Linked DNA regions of Hordeum vulgare: all the other regions are linked to region 3. A link is a contact called in public Hi-C data. All regions are on one chromosome and are shown on one strand. The core of a region is the stretch at or near the end of the contact, and the rest is flanking DNA. Distances in the headings are between cores, read along the strand shown.

What was found. Hi-C and Micro-C count contacts between places; a contact is called where the count stands out from the background.
Region 1: a contact with region 3 is called in a Hi-C map of leaf, with 2.5 times the contacts expected there. The contact joins the promoter of LOC123403509 here to the enhancer-like site in region 3. A contact is called at or near these places in 2 of 6 Hi-C or Micro-C datasets (leaf and seedling).
Region 2: a Hi-C map of leaf shows a contact between it and region 3, with 3 times the contacts expected there. The contact joins the promoter of LOC123403578 here to the enhancer-like site in region 3. A contact is called at or near these places in 3 of 6 Hi-C or Micro-C datasets (leaf and seedling) and 1 of 1 datasets of contacts at active chromatin or transcription factors (embryo).

What each region holds. Positions count from the first base shown.
Region 1 is chr6H:405,400,697-405,403,396 of MorexV3_pseudomolecules_assembly, reverse strand. LOC123403509 (putative glycerol-3-phosphate transporter 4) reads right to left here and starts at 1,259. Exons shown (of 3, transcript XM_045097440.1): 1 at 276-1,259. The coding sequence starts at 1,200.
Region 2 is chr6H:405,245,134-405,247,833 of MorexV3_pseudomolecules_assembly, reverse strand. LOC123403578 (vesicle-associated protein 2-1) reads left to right here and starts at 1,344. Exons shown (of 9, transcript XM_045097502.1): 1 at 1,344-1,523; 2 at 1,637-1,702; 3 at 1,818-1,888; 4 at 2,000-2,081; 5 at 2,178-2,293; 6 at 2,411-2,548; 7 at 2,659-2,685. The coding sequence starts at 1,651. It overlaps LOC123403248 (50S ribosomal protein L19-2, chloroplastic-like), which reads left to right. Exons shown (of 4, transcript XM_045097189.1): 4 at 1-54.
Region 3 is chr6H:404,950,321-404,953,027 of MorexV3_pseudomolecules_assembly, reverse strand. It overlaps the pseudogene LOC123402842. Among protein-coding and RNA genes, the nearest start is that of LOC123403457, 90 kb to the left of the region's middle. Within about 2 kb of position 1,332, at least 2 of the 3 cell types and tissues checked have open chromatin away from gene starts, as enhancers often do. A contact at or near this core is called in leaf, where this site is marked.

The DNA.
Region 1 (2,700 bases), core at 10-2,509, 450 kb before region 3:
ACTGCAGCACCTTAAAAAAAATGGTGGCAACTACAACAAACTACGGAATTCTGAAACCAGAGTTCAATAACAATGCACTGTTGATTCTGAAACTACATCATATCAACTGTACATCAAAGTCAATTCTGAAACCAGAATTCAATATAACAAGATAAAAATGCACTGTTAATCGTACCAAATAAATCTCCTCCACAGCTGGAAGATGACAATTCAGAACAATCTAATGTCATAACGTGCATCGCTGCTCCTGGTTAAGTCGCAACAGGTGGCCATACCAGTTTGGGTCAAGTAGAACGGGAGCCAGTACAAGAAGGTGTAGGCGACCAGCTTGGCAAAGAAGAGGCAGACCGCGAAGGTGAGCACACCCGGGATAGAAAATGCCTTCCAAATCCCTACGGCGTCCCTCCTGTCCTCTTCCCCACCCGTGCTGGTGCTGCTGTCCTCCTCGTCGGTGCTCGCTCCACCGGCGTGCTTGGGGTTGGGGGGCAACGAAGCGAAGCCAACGTCCTCCGGGTAAGGCGCTAGGAAGAAGAACACAAGAACGCCACCGAGTGCCATGAGCCCACCGGGGACCACAAACGACCAGCCCCACCCGTACCGCAGCACGGCGGCGGCGATGATTGAGCCGCTGATGTTCCCGACGGAGGTGTGGGCGTTCCATATGCCCATTATGAGGCCGCGCCTCCGGCCGCCGAACCAATTGCCGACGATGGCGACGACCGAGGGCCAGCCGGTGGACTGGAGCAGACCCGCGATCGCCTGGGCGAAGAGGTAGAACACGATGGAGTGCAGGGAGAGGAAGTACCCGGCGCCGAAGAAGGCGACGGCGGCGCCGCTCCCGACCATTCCGGCGGCGAGGAAGAGGCGGAGATCGAGGCGATCCCCGAGGTGGCCGGCGCCGAACATGCCGAGGGAGTAGAAGGCGAGGAACGCGACGTCGGTCTCGCCGAGGAGGGCGGGGTCGTAGAAGGGCGGCCAGGACTTGGAGAGCGCGCGCTTCACAATGCTGGGTGGCTTGCGGGAGGCGTGGTAGAGGGCGTAGGCGAGGAAGGTGAGCCCGAGGACGAGGCCACGGTGGGCGTTGTAAGAGAAGGCGGGTAGGGCGCAGAGGCCCGGCGGCGCGTGGTGGTGGCGCGGCCGCGCCCGCGGCGATGACTTCGGCATGGGCGTCGAGGGTGGAGGTGGCGGTGGCTCCGCCATGTCCGAGACGGTGAGAGGGGAGGGGAAATGGAGTGGACGTGGCGGGGTAACCGGGCCCGTGCACGACACGCGGCCAAGACGGTTATGGCCCGACTTTGAGTTGTGTTGCCGTTTTGCTTTGGTTTCTGGGAAACCTATTTGCCCCTCTATGCGAAGCGGTGTAGAGGCTTCGTATAGAGCGAATGGGTGATCGGCCTGGCCTAAGGCTGCAGTGTCCGGTTTTAGAACATTCTACAGGTTTCTAGCAGGTTTTTCTGTTCTTTTTTTTAAATTACTTGAACCGGTTTTCCTTTTTTGTTTTCTTTTTTACTTTATTCTGTTTTATTCTGTTTCTGTTTCAAAGATGTTATCGATTTATAAAAAATATTCTTAAATTTAAAAATATTTTGGAATTTGAAAAAAACTTCCGGAATTCTAAACAATGTTTTATAATTTGTAAAAATGTTCTAGAATTTGAAAAAATGCTTTGAAATTTTCAAAAAGATGTTTGGAAATAATAAAAATGTTCTGGAATTTACAAAAATATTCTATAATTTATAAAAATATTAAAAAATTTGTAAAAAATGTCTTGGAGAATTTTAAAATGTTTCGGAATTTAGAAAAATGTTCCCAAATTTTAGAAAAGTTGTTCAGAATTTGGAAAAATGTTCTGGAATTTGAAACAATGTTTCAGAATTTGGGAAAATATTTCAGAATTTGAAACAATGTTTCAGAAATTTAACAATTGTGCCGAAATTTGGAAATAAATGTTCAGAAATTTTAAAAATGTTCCGAATTTTATTTACTTTTCCCAAAAATGTTCTGTATTTTTTTTAAATGTTCTGGATTTTCAAAAACAATCCTTTTTTGTTTTTTAGAAAATGTGCATCATTTTATAAAAAAATTGTTTATAATTTAAAAATATTTGAACAATATTTTACAAGAATTCTGCTTCCAAATTTCTTCATATTTTTATAAAATTGTTCTCAGTTTAAAAAAATGATTGGGAAATTCAACTTTAGTTTGTTTTCATAAAAAAAGATAAACATAAAAAAATAAAATCAAAATGAATCAAAAAAATAAAAAAGAGAAAGAAATAAGAAAAAAAAGGAAAAAAGGAACAGAAAAAAATAAGAATGAAAGAACTGGGCTGGTCCAGTCGGGCGATCGCCTTGTGCGGCCGAAGGACTCCCTACCGCATAATTCGGCAGGTAGGAGCTCCCTTGGTTTCTTTGGAGCATCTAAGGGGGGGGCGTCCTATGCGCCGCTCGTTGTGGCCAACGTGACCTCTTATTGGACGCATTGCGCCTCCAATAGCAGTAGCTTCACACAGGCAGGGACGGAGCGGGTCGGGCTGCTAGCGAAGCAACTTGTCCGGTCCAGTTAACAAATTCGTTTTTTCAGCTTTATATTTATTTATTTTCCAATGTCTTTTTTTGAAAAAAAATTCAAATATTCTTTATTTTCTTTTGTGTTTCTCTTTCTCTTCTTTCTCAAAGGTTACTGTTCTCCATTTTTGAA
Region 2 (2,700 bases), core at 95-2,594, 290 kb before region 3:
AATGATCTCTGAACCTCGAGTCGCATAATTTTACATCTTTTTCCGATTTGCGTATATCACGTCTTGCGTTGTGGAGTGTGTTTCATTCTGAGTGTGTAAAATTCCTAGCAGCGCTCCGGTATGAACATGGTGATGTTTATGATTGTGCCCTTTCCTTGCTCCCAGCTACCTACCAGAGTCCCAACTCCCAACTGTTGGTTAACAGTACGTAACGCTGCTGTTAAGAAAGAAGAACAGTTGTTATGAATAGTAGGTCTGGGCTCTTATTGTTACGAACAGAGTAATGAATAAGGGTTGAAGTTTTCTGCAGTACCACTGGTTGGTTTGATGGCGGGTCATATCGTATCAATTTTCTCTCCGGCTAGGAAACTTGTGTCCAGGGGTTACACGACATTGGGTGTACATGTGCCCGTGGCATTGCTGCCCCTGGAAACTCATATTGCTTGCTCGGTCCAGAAACACAATGAAGGTTTCACTCAGTTGGCAAATCTGTATGGCATGGAGGTTTCATGCCATACTAGGTGTGGTTATTATTATTATTATTTTTTGCTGAAGATGCGAGTTATCTATAATTTTCTTACTGGAGCATCCACATCCAAGTTTGAGCCTAAGTTTATCTAGCTCTTAAGCTAGGAAGAAAGATCAGCTCTTGTGTTTCATTAAAGCAAGCAAATAACTGGGTCCTACGTCGTTGATTTTCTCGTGTCTTATTCGTAATGGCGAAAATGATTGAAAACCTCGTCAGCTACCGCTAGCAATTTGTGTTTTGTAGGGCACCTACTGACCGTGAGTACAATAAGAGCAACGAATACTGCAATTATTTGTTGAGAATAGTAGTAGTACCGAACGGAAGGGCAAATTATTATATAATCAGACAAGAATATCCTCCCTTCGGATCCCCTTTTTGTACTTCTTATATTAATTAATGCGCAATGTAGGAGTGTATTTAATCACTGTGGCCTTTTTACGTTTTCTCGGTGGGCAAAGGCAAGCATGGCAGCATGATCTCACTGTTGCTCTTACTATTACGCTCGAACTTTTCTGGTGATTTCTGCTACATTAAACATGTAAGAAAAATGTACTATACAGATTGTTTGAGAGAGCAAGCAATTCATCTCCAGTGCATTTTTGGTGGGGGGGGGGGGGGGTGGTCCGGAAAGGAAACATGATAAAAAAAAAATCACCGGCCAAGTGGGCTTGACAAGAACACACGGGAATAAAGTAGTGGTAGCATAAATCACCAACCGGCAATAAAATATGATATGATTAGATAAAGGAAGAGTGCTGTTCACTCGCGGAAAAAAAGGGGGAGAGGAAAACGCAAACTGCCAGCCACGGGCCCAAGAAGTGAGTGCTGCCCCGTCAATGTCGCCCGGGAGCCAAGAAAGGCAAAGCGAACCCATTCATTTCCCTCTTTCTTCCTCCCCGACCCTCCACCCTCCCTCCCCATTTCTGCTCCGAATCGCTGCTCGTCGTCGATTTTCGCTTCCGCCCGGTTCCTGCCTTCCTTCCTGAAGACAAAGGTTGGGATCATCCTCCTCCTCCTCCTCTAAACCAGCAGAAACCACCTCCTCCCACTCTCTACCTCTCTCCCAATGCATCGATTTATGAGCTTCTTCTCCGTTTCTCTGACCAGGTTCAGGTGTCGCAATGGTGGGAGGAACGCTGATCTCGGTTTACCCGGACGACCTCACCTTCCTCTGTAAGTTGTTCCTGAGATTTTCTCCGCATTCTGCAAGAAAAACAAAATGAAAAAAGGGGCTCTGGAACTTCCGTGCTTTTCTCTGAGGTTGGTTGAATTGAATTCCTGTGCCTAGTCGAGCTGGACAAGCCGTGCTACTGCAATCTCAAGGTGGTGAACAACAGCGAGCACCATGTCGCGTTCAAGGTCCGTGCCATTTCCGTTTCTCTGGATTTCCTCTTTGCATTTCTGTGAAACTCTCGGAGACGAGGTTCAGGTTTGATCAGAATTTGTTACTTTGCTCTTTCTTTTTCTCAGGTCAAGACGACGTCTCCGAGGAAGTATTTCGTCCGGCCGAACGCCAGCGTCGTCCAGCCGTGGGATTCTTGCACGATAACAAGTAAGCATGCATACATACATACATACCTTGGTTCTCTCTAGAATTCTTCATTTGGTTCTGATGTGTGTGCATCCGCCTTCTTGTTTTGGGTTATAGTTACCCTACAGGCACAGAAAGAGTACCCTCCAGACATGCAATCCAAGGATAAATTCTTGATTCAGAGCACCAGGGTGGCTGCCAGCACCGACATGGACGAAATCCCCCCTGACACAGTGAGCATAGTAAAACTCATAATGACTGGTTTCTGCTATGATCTAGCGTCGCAATGTCATCGGAATAAATGATTAGCATTCCACCAACTATATTCAACCTTTATATGTATTCCTCAGTTCAACAAGGATGGTGATAAGGTGATCGAGGAAATGAAGCTCAAGGTTGTCTACACATTGCCCAGTGGAAGCTCGGACGACTCTGGTGTCACATCTTCGGCAAATAGGAGCTTCAAGCAGGGCGGCGACGATCTCTCGGTGAGACTGACTAGCTCTATGATCTATGTAGGAAACATATGTTGGATCTGCTAATAAATATTTAGTGCAAAGGCTAACTGTAGTTCACATGTTTATACTTTACCTTGCAGATGCTGAAGAATGCAAGCATTGAAGAGGTAATGCGTTCTATC
Region 3 (2,707 bases), core at 83-2,582:
TATGGCCCAAAGCCAGCATATCATACATTTTAGTTATACGAGTACTTATTAAAAGTAGGCACCACATACTACTAGTGCTCCTGATACTTGATACTGATATCTCATTTGTTATTTTTGTAATTCAGAAAACGATCGAGCTTTTGATATCCTGTACTGCATAACCTTCAAGCTGATGGATCAGCAATGGCTTGACATGCATGCTACTTACATGGACTTCAATGTATGATGCCGTTCCAGCCCCCCCAAATTCTTGCAACCAGGAATTTCTCCCCTATTAGGGCCTGTTTGGAACAAATATTGATACTTGAGCAAGAAATACCACTGTTCCAAACAGGCCCTTAACCTTAACACTTGCTGGTTGAAACTACTCATTGGGACTCAAGAGCCCTTCCTGACCTGATTATACTACTAAAATTGCAGACGGTCATGAAATCGACACGACGCCAGCTAGAAAGGGAGCTGCTGCTTGAAGATATTCAGCGGGTCGAGGATATGCCATCGTACAAGCTTCTAGCCCGCTAGCCAGTAACTGAAACCTTAACATGGCTTACACGTAGCGAGGCTTGAATTGCTAAACGATGCAACCAGTGTCCTTATACAGCGAGGGAGTGCCAAAATGTAGATGCCCTTGTATCCTGGTGTTTTAGGTGCTCTGATAACCCGACCTTTTCTTATTTACATAGTAGGGTTTTCTTGATCAGCATGCCACGTAGGGTAACTCCAGTATCCGAACGCAGAGTATTTGTAGGGTGTGTGCGTGCGCGTGTTGTTGAAGTTTGGTTATTGCTCATAATACCACGGAATGTAGTCTCTGTCTCTGTGTCCTTGTAAGCAGGAGCCTCTTGTGAAAGCTAATCTGAGTTTTGGCGGTTTGCAACAGATTGTGGTGACTACCGAAGTTCTAAGTTCTTGGAGTATTTTGGCGGTTTACAGTTTTGGCTGTTGTTGTTAGTAGTCTCCAGCTGATACAGGTCCGATGTTTTCTTCATTGCCCTGATGCATGGGCCTTGTTCTAAATGCAGACCGTTTTGTGGTATGTGGCCTATCTAGCTGCAACTCAGAACACTAGCTATATACCACTACTTTTACTCAAAACAAAAACTATATGCCACTAGTGTTTTTCAAAAAAAAGAAAAGAAAAAAAGGGGAGCTATATAACCGCTACTAGTCAATTAAACCTGCCCGCTCAACCAAATTACCAAAGAATGATGAGATCTTTCACCATAGAGATTAGAGAAGGGGAGTCTGAACAATGGTTACAGCAAATCTGGTACTCTGCAGAAAGTTAGCGTGTTTCACCAGGGGCTGCCTGGGTCAGGTGTGGCTACTCTTTGACCCGTCCAGACCTGAGACAAACGGGTCCCCTCCAACAGGCATGTACTGCATGTAACATGTACAACAGCCTACAAGCGGCTAGCTGATAGTACTGCACCCTCAAAAGTTGTAGAATGGGCACCCTCAAAATAGCTGTTGTTTCAGTCGTGCCGGTATGATGATCTTACTATCGATGGATTTTTCAATTGGGCAATCAATCGATGGCGCTGCACCCAAGCCAGTGGCGGCCGGATCGGAGGACACGCCCTTCAGTTATGTTCGCCATCGTCTGCAGCTAGTTAAATCCTCTTACCACGTGTGGGTATGGTTCTAGGACCGATTGGTAGAGAGATATAGAGAGGTTCCGACCAAATAAACACGCCACTGCTTTGTTTATCTAGATAGACTAGACTCCATAGGGTCATGGCTCACGAGTCGATGCCTTCCCTTTTGGGGATCAAGCTGGGAGTAGGGGTGTCATGGTGTATTTGACATGTGTGCAACCGTGCAGTCGAGGAGACTCGTGTCCATTCGTCTGTCTACCTCGCATGAAGCTGTCGAGGACACACCCAAGGCATCATCATAAGGGCAACTCAATCCAAATGGTCTGTTTGTTCGTTTGGGGATAAATATCAATGTTTGCTTTTAATCCATCCCCTTTGCGAACACGCATGGACGGGCGGGAAGCACGCCCTTGTCCTTCCCTGCCTCGTTCGTCGGGACACTAAAATCATATATGCTTCCTTAATGATTTTGATAATTCATGACAACATACATTGTCTTTTGGACTAACACATTTACCTAGATGTTTCATAAAAAGTTCATGAAGAGTTATGGCTTAAGATTTTTGTGAAGATGTCCCTGGATGCAAGAAAGGATTAATATTGGCTCAAGCTTCAAGCTAGAAGACTCTTCATTTTATATTTGTGAGAAATCATTTTTGAGTTCATAGGAAAACCAATACTATTAAAAGGGGATGATGTAGTAAAATAAACTGATTGCTCAAATGCTCAAAGTTAGCCACCAAAACACTCAGTCATTTTCCCACATATCCACTCTATGAAGATCCTCATACACAAATTCGGTGTCACCAACATTTCCATATCGGACCCACCAAGTTTGACCTCAGACAGAAACCCTAGCCATTCCCACCAAATCGGTGCAACCGAAACCAAGTCGGTGCTACCGAGTTCAGTGTGACCAACATTCTGTTGCCAAGATACACAAAATCGGAATTTCTGAGTTTGAATATCGATGCCACCGAGTTTGGTCATCTGATCGTTAGTCACCTTCTCGGTGCTACCGAGTTTCATATATCGGTCTCACCGAGATTCAAAAGTTCACACCTTTGTGCTAATCGGTACCACCGAGTTTTCAACTTCGTGTCACCGAG